2 separate regions of the Mus musculus genome follow, and region 2 is linked to region 1. A link is a contact called in public Micro-C data. All regions are on one chromosome and are shown on one strand. Each heading gives the region's core, a stretch centred on a gene start, on an enhancer-like site or on the middle of the called end of the contact. The rest is flanking DNA. Distances are from core to core; before and after follow the strand shown. Region 1 holds the start of Hs3st3b1 (heparan sulfate (glucosamine) 3-O-sulfotransferase 3B1). Region 2 overlaps Cox10 (heme A:farnesyltransferase cytochrome c oxidase assembly factor 10).

Region 1 (5,184 bases), core at 2,679-5,178:
TAGACATCACTAAGTTTGGAAAGTGATCAGAGAACCCTGGATATGAACTGGAAAGTCAGCTCAGAACTCTGGACAAACTGGGCCTCAAACAGACTGGAACTAGCTCATATTAGCTTCGATTTTGCAAACTTGGGTGGTGGAGGCAGCAGGGTCGGCTCCAAGTTGCCACCAAAGCAGGCTCTGACCTCCCAGGATTCTGCCACACACCCTACCCCACCCCCACCCCCACCCCCACGTTGGCTGATGGTGCATTGGTAGGGAGCTGTAAGGACTGCAAATTCCCTGGCATCCAGGAAAATCCACGAGGCTCTGGGCCCCTGGCAGGTCTGTGTATTAACCCATTAAACTCATTAACAACTCGCTCAGACACAGCCACGACCCTCATTCTACAACCGATTGCCCGCTGACCCCAGAACTCAACCATCCATTCCACACACCCTCCCATTTTGTCTCAAAGGCCTTAAAAGCGCCTCGCCTTGCTCACACTTCGGCTTTGAGGACTTGTTTTAACCAAGATTGTGCCTTGCAACAACATTCTAGTTAATCATTATTTATGCTGTTCTCCAGCGGGTGGCCTATCTCGGGACAGAGAAGGAGGGACCCTACAGGCCTGGTTTGGAGCACAGCCTTGAGTGCCCGGTGGACTCCAGCCGGGAAGGGATAGTTGCAGCCCTCTGGGTCAGCGGCTCCTGAGCCTGTTGGATTTAGACTTTCAAGGTTGCTTTCAAATAAATCGTGAAGTCCTTACATTGCTCCAGGCACTCCGAACAGTCTAAAATGATTTATAAGCTCTAAATAAACAGCATTAACTTTTTTTTCTTTTAAGAAAATATTCAGTAACTCTGCTGGCACACTGGTCGCTGGTGGGACAGCCAGGGAAGGCCGCGCGGACAGGACACTTGCGCTACTGCTACTGCAGCTAGATCACCAGGTCACCGCCGCGAGGCCCGTGCCTCCCTATGGCTTCCGAAGGAAAAGGACCCCGGCCCCCCGCGGCCTGTTGGAACCCGGGTGGCCCGCATGGCTGCTGGCGGCGCGGTTTCGGGTCGCCGGTCCCCGCCAAGCTCTTCGGCTGTGCTCTCCGTCGCCGCCCAAGAGAAGCGAGGGCCTCCAGAGCCCCAAGGGCGGTGGCAGGTGGAGGCAGCCACCTCTGCCGCCGCCTCTGTGTGAATCTTCCAGTGGGGATTTCCACCACCTGCCCCAGGTGCCTCTAAAACCTTCAAGGGCTCAGCGACTCGCCCGCCACTTGCTACCAACCCAGCCCGAGTGGGTCTGGTTAAAAAAAAAAAAAAAAAAAAGACCCAGGCTGCCTCGGGTTCGGCTCCGCCAGAAATGATTCTAAAGATTAGCCTGCCACCAGGTCCTCGGAACCTTATCCCAGGAGCCCGTTGTGTACAGGACGAGTGGAGGCAAAGAGGTAATGGCATCAACAACACATCGATGGCAACAGCCTACAGATAGCGAAGGCCCCCGTGGTAAACTGCTCCTGGCTGCACCCAAGGATTCACCCTTCCAGGCCCAGCCAGAATCCAAGTTATTCCCAGTGCCCGGATGAGACCCAGGACTCATCGGACGAGAATCCGAGCGTTGCACCCGGAGTCTCCATTCTTAGCCCGCAGTGTTCTGGGAACTGTGAGAAAGGAGACCGTCACTGCTGGCTTAAACCTCCAGACTTGGGCAACTCTTCCCAATTTAAAATAATAATAATAGTAGTAAAGAACAAAGGGGAGGGGGCGAGAGAGGCTGGGAAGGAAGCTGCTTTAATCCTCAGGGTCAGGCCCTTTTATTTGCCACGCCATCCGTGTCCTAGAAAGTATGGTCGAGGCAGAGAGCCGGGTTCGGTTCGTGTTTCTCCTTGTTTTCGGAAATCCTGATGCTCTTTGAAAGTAATTGGGTCTGGGGGGAAAAAAATCGAGGGAGACGCTAATGCTGGGTGATGACCTAAAGCGCTGAGGACCCGGCTGGGTTTCCGGAAACTGGGGTGTGACCCCTCCAGCAACTCACACCAAACCAGCAGCCCGGGATGCAGTGGGCAGAGGTCGTGAATGTGACCCGGGAGCCTCGGTCCCTTTAGAACTGGGCTCACAGCCGGAAGCCACGACCCCGAAACAACCCTCATTTCTCAATCAATGGCCCAGGGATATTCTTTGAGGTCGGACATGTACCAGGTCCGCAGAAATACACGTCCTTGTCTTGGCGCTCCCAGCACCGAGACCGGGAAGGCGAAGCGGCTGCGCCGGCAGCGCCTCGGGCGCCCAGAAGCCTTCAAAGAGGCTGCGCGCTGCAGTGCGCGCCTTTGCCCGACAGGGACCAGCACAGCTCCACGCCCGGCGCGCCGCAGCCAGCAAAGTCGCGCAGCCTCCCGGTTACCCTCCCTAGCACAAGCGCCTCGCAAGCTGAGCGGGTCAGACCCCCTTCGGGTTGCGGCAACAAGAAGAATTGTAACAAAAAGTTAGACTCAAAACACCCTTGGCTCTGAGCCTTAGCCTGCGCCCCTCTCCCCATCTGGGCAGCAGAAGCGACTCTAGCAGTTGGTGCTCGTTAAAGGCTGTGACCCAGAGGCGCACAACACTCCTCCCCGCGTCCCTGGCTGCAAGAGAGACAAAATCCTAACCACTCCGAGTTATTCGCGTGGGATGCGGCCACAGCCAAAAGGTAACCGGTTCCTCCGGCGCTTTCCCAGTAGCTGCCGGGTGGGTGTCTTTGTGGAGAGATCACCTAAATGGTTCTAGGGCGCAGCATACCAGCCAACGGTGCCAAGCTAAAAGTTTCTGTAGGTGGCTGTCTCAGCCTACTCCGGAGCATCTGATTTCTCCCCAACTGTCCACCAGCAATGTGCGGTCGCACTTTGGTCCCCGCCCGCCCTAAATTGACGGAAGTTGTACCCCTGCTTCCCTCCCCACCTGACGCGCAACGGCCGGTGGGGGCTCACGGTCGGGATCACGGCCGGCGCAGCGGCCCCTGGAGAGGAAACTCACCGGTACCAGGCAAGACCCTTGTGGTAGCTGCGGTCGAAAAAGTGGGGCTCGGCGCCCACGGCGCGCACGTCGGGGTGCACGCGCAGGAACTCCAGCAATGCCCGCGTGCCGCCCTTCTTCACCCCGATGATGATGGCCTGCGGCAGCTGCTTGCTCCCAGCGCCGCTGAAGAAGCTGGAGATGGGACTGGGGGAGTCCGGCGCCTCTGGACTCTGCTCCTCCTGGCTCCCAGCGCCTACTGTCTTATCCTTGCCTGCAGCCAGCGAATTGGCCGGAGGTGCCCGGAAGGGCATCTTAGGGGATGTCTCATTCGGAGCTGTGACCAGGGCTGGCTGAGCGTGAGTAGCGCGGGACCCCGAGCCCAGGAGCAGCAGGCCGGGAGCGGCGGTACAGGAGCCGGCGCACGAGTACAAAAACATGTACAGCCAGATGCAAAGCATGGCGAAGAGCAGCGCGAGCTTCCTCCTCACCGGCGGCGGGGGCGGCGGCGGCTGCGGCAGGAACCGGCCCGGGACATCGAGACAGGACCGGCCGCCGCTCAGGCGCTGCCCCATACGCGGCCCGCGGGCGCGGCCAGGGGCATGGCTCAGCACATGGCAGGAGTCCCGCCGGAACAGAGAGCACCGCGACGGTCCCCTGCCACTTTGAGCCCGGAGTGATTCGGTTTATTGCCCTCCTGCGCGCGCGGCTGCCGAGGCTGCGGCTCTTCCCCGGGTGGCGGCGGCGGTTGCAGCGGCGACGGCTCTTGACATGATGCCCACGAGAAGCCGGGGTTGGAAAGCTAAGTCCAGGCGACGGGAACTGTGAGCAGACGCGCTGTCAGTTACGCTGTGCCCCGCACTCAGTAACTCTGGACGGGGCGCACGACAGCTCGCCGGGGCTGCCTCCTCGCAGCCAGGAGATTGAGAGCAGCCCCGGCGCTTGCCCGCTGAGGCTGCGGCGGAGAACTGCGCAGGAAGAGAGCCCAGCACTGAGGTGGAGTGGGCGGTCCCGGCCTTCCGAGTGACGGGCTGCGCTACCTACCAGGAGGCGCGAGCAGCATGCAAATGCCGGAGCTTCACCCAAGTCGAAACAGCCAATCGTCTCTCGGAACGTGGGGGTGTGGAAAGGGTTCGCGAAGGGGGGTAGAGCAGTATGGGGTTGCTATTGGCTTCAGAATTCAAGGGGCGGGTTCAGGGAGGCGAGGCCATCGGCTGGTGACAGGAGCAGATGGTGAGGATGCTGGAGTGACCCAACGCTGAAAGAGGTCCCACCCGGTTGAGTGGCGCTCTCTTATACACGCGCGCTTTTCCACACTCGCTTCTGAGGCCAGTCTTGGCTATAGTTGCCTATGTGACAAAGATGCCAGTCCTCATCCAAGGGTCCCGCCATCCGGCTCCTGAGTGTAAAAGCTGCAGAAAAGAGACAGGGATGGAAGAGGGAAAGCCGACCAGACGTGTTTCCAGCCCCACCCGCAAACCCAGTTTCATAATCGGGGCTCAGGGAAGGGCCTCCAACAGACCCTGATTTAGGAAGTTTAAGTAGGGAAAACCTCGGCGGAAGTCACTAACTTTCCCGCTCTCTCAATATTGTCCAGAATGGTCTCCCTGTGCCTGGCGCTTAATAGGGACAGACGTAAACACTATCTCACTCTTTCCAAACTCTCCTGAAAAGGCCTGGGGGGTGAACAGAGAGAAGGAAGGTTGTTTAGTTTAAAGACACTAGTTGAAACTTAAAGTCACATGTCGGAGTTTTATATGGGTATCTGTTCCTTGGCATCATTAATTTGATAGATGTTCTAACTTCTTTCTCTTGAACAAACAATTAAGCCGGCATCCGCCCCTGCTTAGAAGATTGGTTGGGTTTCTGACCTATGACTCTGTACTGAATCCTAGGCGTTTTCCCCCAATAACTTTTTTTTAAGTCGAATGTTGATATGGGGTAAATTCAGGAGTAGTGACTAGCACTTATTTAATGGTGAAAATCCACTCCGAGGCTTCCTTGTTTCGCACCTTTGTCCAGGGGGGCGGCCCGGAAAGGGGTCTTCTCAGAAACTGTCAGCTCTGGTGAGGGAAGCTCGGGCGCTGATGCCTGGCCAAATTTCTGCGCTGGCGATCGGAGTTAGGAAAGTCGGGATGGGGACGTTCACCCAAGTGGCGGCTTGAGAGCCTTTCGGTGCCTGGAATCCATTTTCCGCAAGACCGAAAGGCCTCCAACGCCAGGCTGC
Region 2 (5,781 bases), core at 524-3,023, 78 kb after region 1:
CCCAATTTTCAAATACATTTTTTTTGGGCATTTGAAATGACTTTTTCTTTCTGGCCTGAAATATGTGTTTCATTTTCACTCCATGGGACTAATGAGGATTTCAGTCACAAGCTATGCTATGCTGCTATCTATCAGGTACCACTCTTAATACAGCACAGAGACTGGTGCTAAATACTTTTTAGGGCTTGAGCTCTGTCATGGGTGTGCACACATGTGCTTGCTCATTATGCAGGCATTTTCATGAATTAGTTCATCCAGATAGGAATGATGAAATGGTTTCTGTACTCCTGGGGGGGGGGGGTTAGCCATCCAAAAAATAGTGACCAGGGCTAGAAAGCAACAGAATGGTGGCAGCGCTGGACTCCACGAGGGCCTCAATTTTTCAAAAGCAACATCTGGGCAGAAATTCCATGCTAACTAAGCTTGTGGGTTGATTTTAGTGACGGTACAGCACCCCTTCCGCACACCAAGGGATCAGAGTTCCTGCTGCTTGATTCTGTTTCCCATGCATTTTATAGAGTGTCTTTCAGTTAGCTCATTGCTCTGGTTTAGATATTTAAACCGCATTTCCAAAACACAGAGCAGAGTATGTTCAGAGAAAGTTCATGCGTGTTAGCAGTTAGACTGCAGACCTTACATGTAGCGGCCGTTTGTTGCCTACTCATGTTTCCCTGTGGTGTATATATATATATATATATATATATATATATATATATATATATATATATTATGCTTTCATGGCTTTAACTATTTCTGAAGCACAACTTGAATTCTTGCAATGTGTTGAATATAAAAGACAAATATGATATGAACCCTCAGAATGTACAGTTTCCTTGACACTCAAGGAAGATTGGTTTCAAGATGCTACGGATATTTGTGTCCCATAAATGGAATGGGAAGTAAGGCATGCAGAGTACTGTCACACTTCCACACGCTGTATGTCACCGCCAGGCTCCTTGCTTCACCTACGACAAAGTGAATGCTGTGAAGTGGCTGCTGAACTGCAGCAGAGTACAAGGAAGAGCATGCTGACTCAGCACAGACACGTCCTGTAGCCAAACACTCCTGACTTGGAGGATTAAATTTATGGGCCATGCAATAAAAAATAAAACAAAGAGGATGAATTAACTGTACCCAGGAGAGTTCAGAGCACACTGAGAGCGACAGGCTGGAGAGAGGTGGACAGCTCACAGGTCTCTCTTGGGCCTAAGCTGCTCTTCTAACAGAAGGTTCTGCTCAGGGTTTGAGTGGCCACAGGACCAGTAACCCCACTTCACTTCTACGGTCCCCTAAGAACCTATCTCATCTAAACTGGGCCAGCTGAGACTCCTTCCCTGGGACAGTACAAGGCAGCAGGGAAATGTGACCAGCTTCTTTTACTGACGATGGCCACAGAATAACACGCAGAGGAAATAAAAAGGGAGGCGAGACCAATGCTAGGGAGCAGTGATCCGGAAGGCCTTCACCTTTCCTTCTTCAGTTCAGTTGAAAGCTTCACAGGTACTGCACTGTCCTGGGAGCACAAGGAAGGAGAATTTCCAAACACTGGAGCAATGAATACCTCATTTTCCCCCTCAGCAAACAATATATTTTTTGTCTAGGTTAAAATTTCAAAAGAGCTTTTCCTCTCAGTCTGTTTTTGTAAAAATCCACCAATCGTTTGGCCATTTTTCATTTTGAACTTTTGCTTCCTTCCTCGGGCTCACAGCCTTGTCACACCCTCAGCTACAGGCTCCCTGCCCTCCAGCAACTCCAAGATCAGCTGTGTGTTTACACTCCTAGAGTGAGGAGCATTGGAAACAAAAGTCAGCCTAGCCCAGAGGACAGGGCCTTGCGAGCTCTTACACCTTGTACCACTTGCAGAGTCACCTTCACATGACCTCAGCCATCACTGCTCTGGCTCCTTCTGGGTCTTGGGTCTGCTTTGTCTATTCCTGCATATACACTCGCTCCAGGAAGCAGGCAGTTGGCTCCAGTGTTCCCTGCCTCCTAACCCAGTATCTCATGCAGGAAGCTGAGTCCCTGCTAGTCTTGAGAGAAATGTTCAGAATCAACAGGCCCTGGGACTGTCCTGAAAGCACAGGGAGGGAGGTGCTGGTGGGGACATTGTGACACACTGCTCCAACTCAAACTGCAAGTGCTAATTTCTATACATTGAAGAAAAAGTCCACGCTCAGAAGAAACTATGAAGGTGCTAGGCAGATGGGTACCTCAATGCCACTTACAATGACTATAAGTTGTGTTAGGGAAAATATCCAACTAGGTAACAAGATATATCCTTTCTCCACCCCCTTCTCCCCGCCCCCCCCCCGCCCCCCTCCCCCACAGTGTGAGAGCAACATTCCTCCAAAGGCCCCGCAGAAAGACACACCCTGCAGTTCAGGGCTTGTTGCTCCATCCATCCCCTGGAAAGCTGTCAGTGTGTGTTTGTCATTCCCGTCCAGCTCACAGCTCCTAACAGCTCGATAGTATCTCCATCAATCTCCAACCAGATTAAAAGGGATATTTAAAAAAAATAAAAAGCTCAGAGAGGGGCTCTAGCAGGACCCACATATCATTTCTTCTTACAAATCAGTTAAGATGCCCAGGCAGCTGTCACTTTTCCCTTGTTACCCATGTCCTACTGGTCTACCTCCAATAAACAAACTACGACTCATTCTCATTGAGATTTTTTTTTCCCCATGAGGCATGTGAAATAGCAAATGCAGGCAGTCTGGCATCCATCAAAAGTGGTTTTCATGCATATGGAGACTGGGCAATGTTCTTTGAAGAGGTCACACAGGCCACCTCTCATGAAGGCTTTGTCCTCAAAAGAAAAAAATAAAAAAGGCTCAAAACATTAGTAACCTAGTCCTTATTAAAGTCAAGTGCTGCATCCTAGAGTAAAAGAAACCCCAGCCCTGCCTAGCTCCCAGAGCCTCTACCGTAAAGTGACCTTCTGTTCCTGCCAGGGGAATCTCAATTTGTAAACACTGCTTTCTCACAAAAGATGGAAGGAAAATGAAATATTTATAATACCTGCTCTGAGTAGTGAGGGAGGGTGATTTATTATTCTTATCTTCCCGATTTTTCAGTGTCTATAAAGACCATGCATTTTCTAGTTAGGGAAAAACCAAAAGTAAGGCCAAGCCAGGTGTGTCTCTGGTACACACCTTTAACTACAGCCTTGAAGAAGAAATCAGGGAGATGGCCTGTTAGAGCCTACCCTGACTGCATGACCAAACTGATACAACACCTAGATAGCCACTCTCTAAGTTAACTGAATAAAATAATTACTAAACTCATCCAAACAAAACCAGTATTAAGGGAACCCTAACCAATCATAATCTGTTCTTCCCACAGAGTCACATCGGAAGACAAAATGCTAATCTCAAATAGGTCACACACAGTCACTATCACATAACCAGAATACTCCATGGGCTCAGCCCTCCTAGTCACTAGCTACTTTTCTACCATCTCCCTCGACCTGCTGACCTCCTTCCTTTCACTTTGTATACAGCAGTCAGTGATCTTTCTAGGAGCTAAGCTGGCCATGTTCTTTTCCAGAATAAAGCATGGGCAGCAGCACCCAGGGAATGACGTGAACATTCCAACTTGGCGAGCAAAGCTCTCCTAGCCGTCCATGCTCCTGGACTCTTCTGCTGTCTACCCCTCTCTATACGGCCCTTTCTAAGCAATGCGCCAGTTCTTCGGAGGCAGGCTTTCAGCAGTGTACACGTCATGCTGCCCCTGTGGGGCCCTGCTAACTCACGTCAGGGCTGACTAGGCTCCTCTAGAGTCCATGTTTGGAGCCATGCCTGTACAGAAGCACTGTACTGTAAATGCTGCCGGGTGAGGTATCACCGTTCTCAGAACATGCTTGCCAAGGCCCACTAGGTCCTCACCACTCCTCACCACCAACCCCACTACCCCGCCATTCAGCTCCAGTGCCCCAGCCTCAGGCCATTCTCAAGCAACTGTTGCTTTTCTCCTTCCTCCACCTTCAATGTTGGTAACTAACTCTGTTACCGAGCACCGGCTCCCTCTAACAGGACACAAACTCCTTTTCCTACTCCCAACCAGGCACCAAGAGTAGCCTCTTCCCCTAATGCTTGGCTGGTGTCCTGCAGGAGCTGGAACTCCTGTCTCCTAGCTTCCAGGAAACTCAGTGCTCCAGTGCTCCTCTCAGCAGATTCAGCTTGTATCTCTCAGTGATGGATTCCTCTCCTGGACATCTGAACAAGCCCAGCGCTCCCCAGGCAACCCTTCCTCTTAGCTCCACACCCCTTCCAAGAGCATTATCTACTTCAACACAAGGTGAACTGGAGAGTGAGAGGATGAGTTGAGTTTTCAACGTCCATGCTTCCTCAATGTGGAGTCCAGAGTGAGTGGAGTCTTCTAAAACCTCTAAGAAGGCTCTAAGGAATCTCATTCAAACAGCTGCCAAAGGCTAGAATTCCCTCAGAATCTATTCTTAAAATAGTGAGTTCTAAAAGCTGTTCTGAAAAGTAAATAAATGCACCCAAAGTTACTGGCATCAGCAGATCCTGCAAAACCAAACAAAACCCCTCAACTTTAAAAGACTGGGAAAATGACCAATTAGTACTACTACAGTTGTGGCTCACTATAGACATAAATCTGGTTAATAAATAAAATCCTTGTAGAGCTCTCTATCTACAACTGAAACGCTATAGAGGCATCTTATGGAATGCAACAATATTAAAGAATACAAGATTGAAGATTAAACAACAGAACAACATCTTGACTCTCAATTGGCTCTCTAAAATGCAAAAGATTTAAATGTCATTGATAAATAAAGGAAAGCTATATCACAAGCTGTGCAATGAAATGCGCCAACCTGCACAGGGTCGAACGCTGCTGTAATACACATCTGGTCACAGTGGGTGGGGGTGGGGGTTAGAGAAATCATTAAGCAATCTGAGAACTCCCAAACAAAGACACTGTAAAATTCTGTACTATAAAGCAAAGGAAACACTTAATCCCTCAGGAGCTGCAGTATGTATTTCAACTGGGTTATCCCTTCCCGTGAAAGGACACAGCGATACACCAAAACCTGGGGTGACACTGGATCTCCACTGTGCACATGTGGCACAAAGCCAGTATGCCTCGCTCTCCTGGCACCTGTTGTCTAATCATCTGTGAGAGATTATTCCAGGCAGCAGAAGAGGAGGGGCAGAAGGAGGAAGGGGAGGGGCAGAAGGAGGGAAGAATGCAAGCCTTTCTTATCAGCAAACACAGTGCTACACACACTGACCTTTAAAATGGTAGTTATATTTGCTTTCTATGAACTGCCCCAAACATTACAGTGTATCTTTAAACTTTAGACCCCATGAACCTATAGAGGGAAATGACCTGGTTATTATGAGACATTGTATTCTTCATGCCCTTGAGATGCTGTCTTGGGGCAATCACAGCACATTTCAACCTCCACAAAACATCAATACTACAAAATGTGTTTTCTTGTGAATCTTAATACAAAACTATAATATAGCAAGCAGAAGCAAGAAACATTCCCTTGAAATAATAAATAACAACAGAATAACACTCACATTAAATGAGAAAAGTACGAAGCTATTTCTGCACATGTGGGTGGCAGAAGGCGGTCACTGATGGGGATATTCCTACCAGGTTTTAACAACTGTCCTGTGCCCTGTATTCTCCCTGTTCCACTTTCACTCTGCTGACTGAAACTGCCCTCACTGTAGCTGGTAAGCTGAGTATGTGTACAAGTAGACCGCCCATGTGTGAGAAGTGGGTAGCAGTTCCTACTGAAAGATGTGG

The links. A called contact is a pair of places that touch in the nucleus more often than the background predicts.
Region 2: a contact with region 1 is called in a Micro-C map of embryonic stem cells, with 1.8 times the contacts expected there. The contact joins the enhancer-like site here to the promoter of Hs3st3b1 in region 1. A contact is called at or near these places in 8 of 39 promoter capture datasets (the 3T3-L1 cell line, the HPC-7 cell line, frontonasal cranial neural crest and 4 more), 12 of 484 Hi-C or Micro-C datasets (CD4 T cells, CD8 T cells, CD8 central memory T cells and 5 more), 2 of 115 datasets of contacts at active chromatin or transcription factors (CD4 single positive thymocytes and embryonic stem cells) and 1 of 9 other capture datasets (adipose tissue).

What each region holds. Positions count from the first base shown.
Region 1 is chr11:63,918,356-63,923,539 of GRCm38.p6, forward strand. It overlaps Hs3st3b1 (heparan sulfate (glucosamine) 3-O-sulfotransferase 3B1), which reads right to left and starts at 3,929. Exons shown (of 2, transcript NM_018805.2): 1 at 2,979-3,929. The coding sequence starts at 3,532.
Region 2 is chr11:63,998,573-64,004,353 of GRCm38.p6, forward strand. The region is part of intron 4 of Cox10 (heme A:farnesyltransferase cytochrome c oxidase assembly factor 10); the gene reads right to left. Among named protein-coding and RNA genes, the nearest start is that of Gm51866, 32 kb to the right of the region's middle. Within about 2 kb of position 1,774, at least 27 of the 459 cell types and tissues checked have an H3K27ac peak or open chromatin away from gene starts, as enhancers often do. A contact at or near this core is called in adipose tissue, embryonic stem cells and stem cell-derived epiblast-like cells, where this site is marked.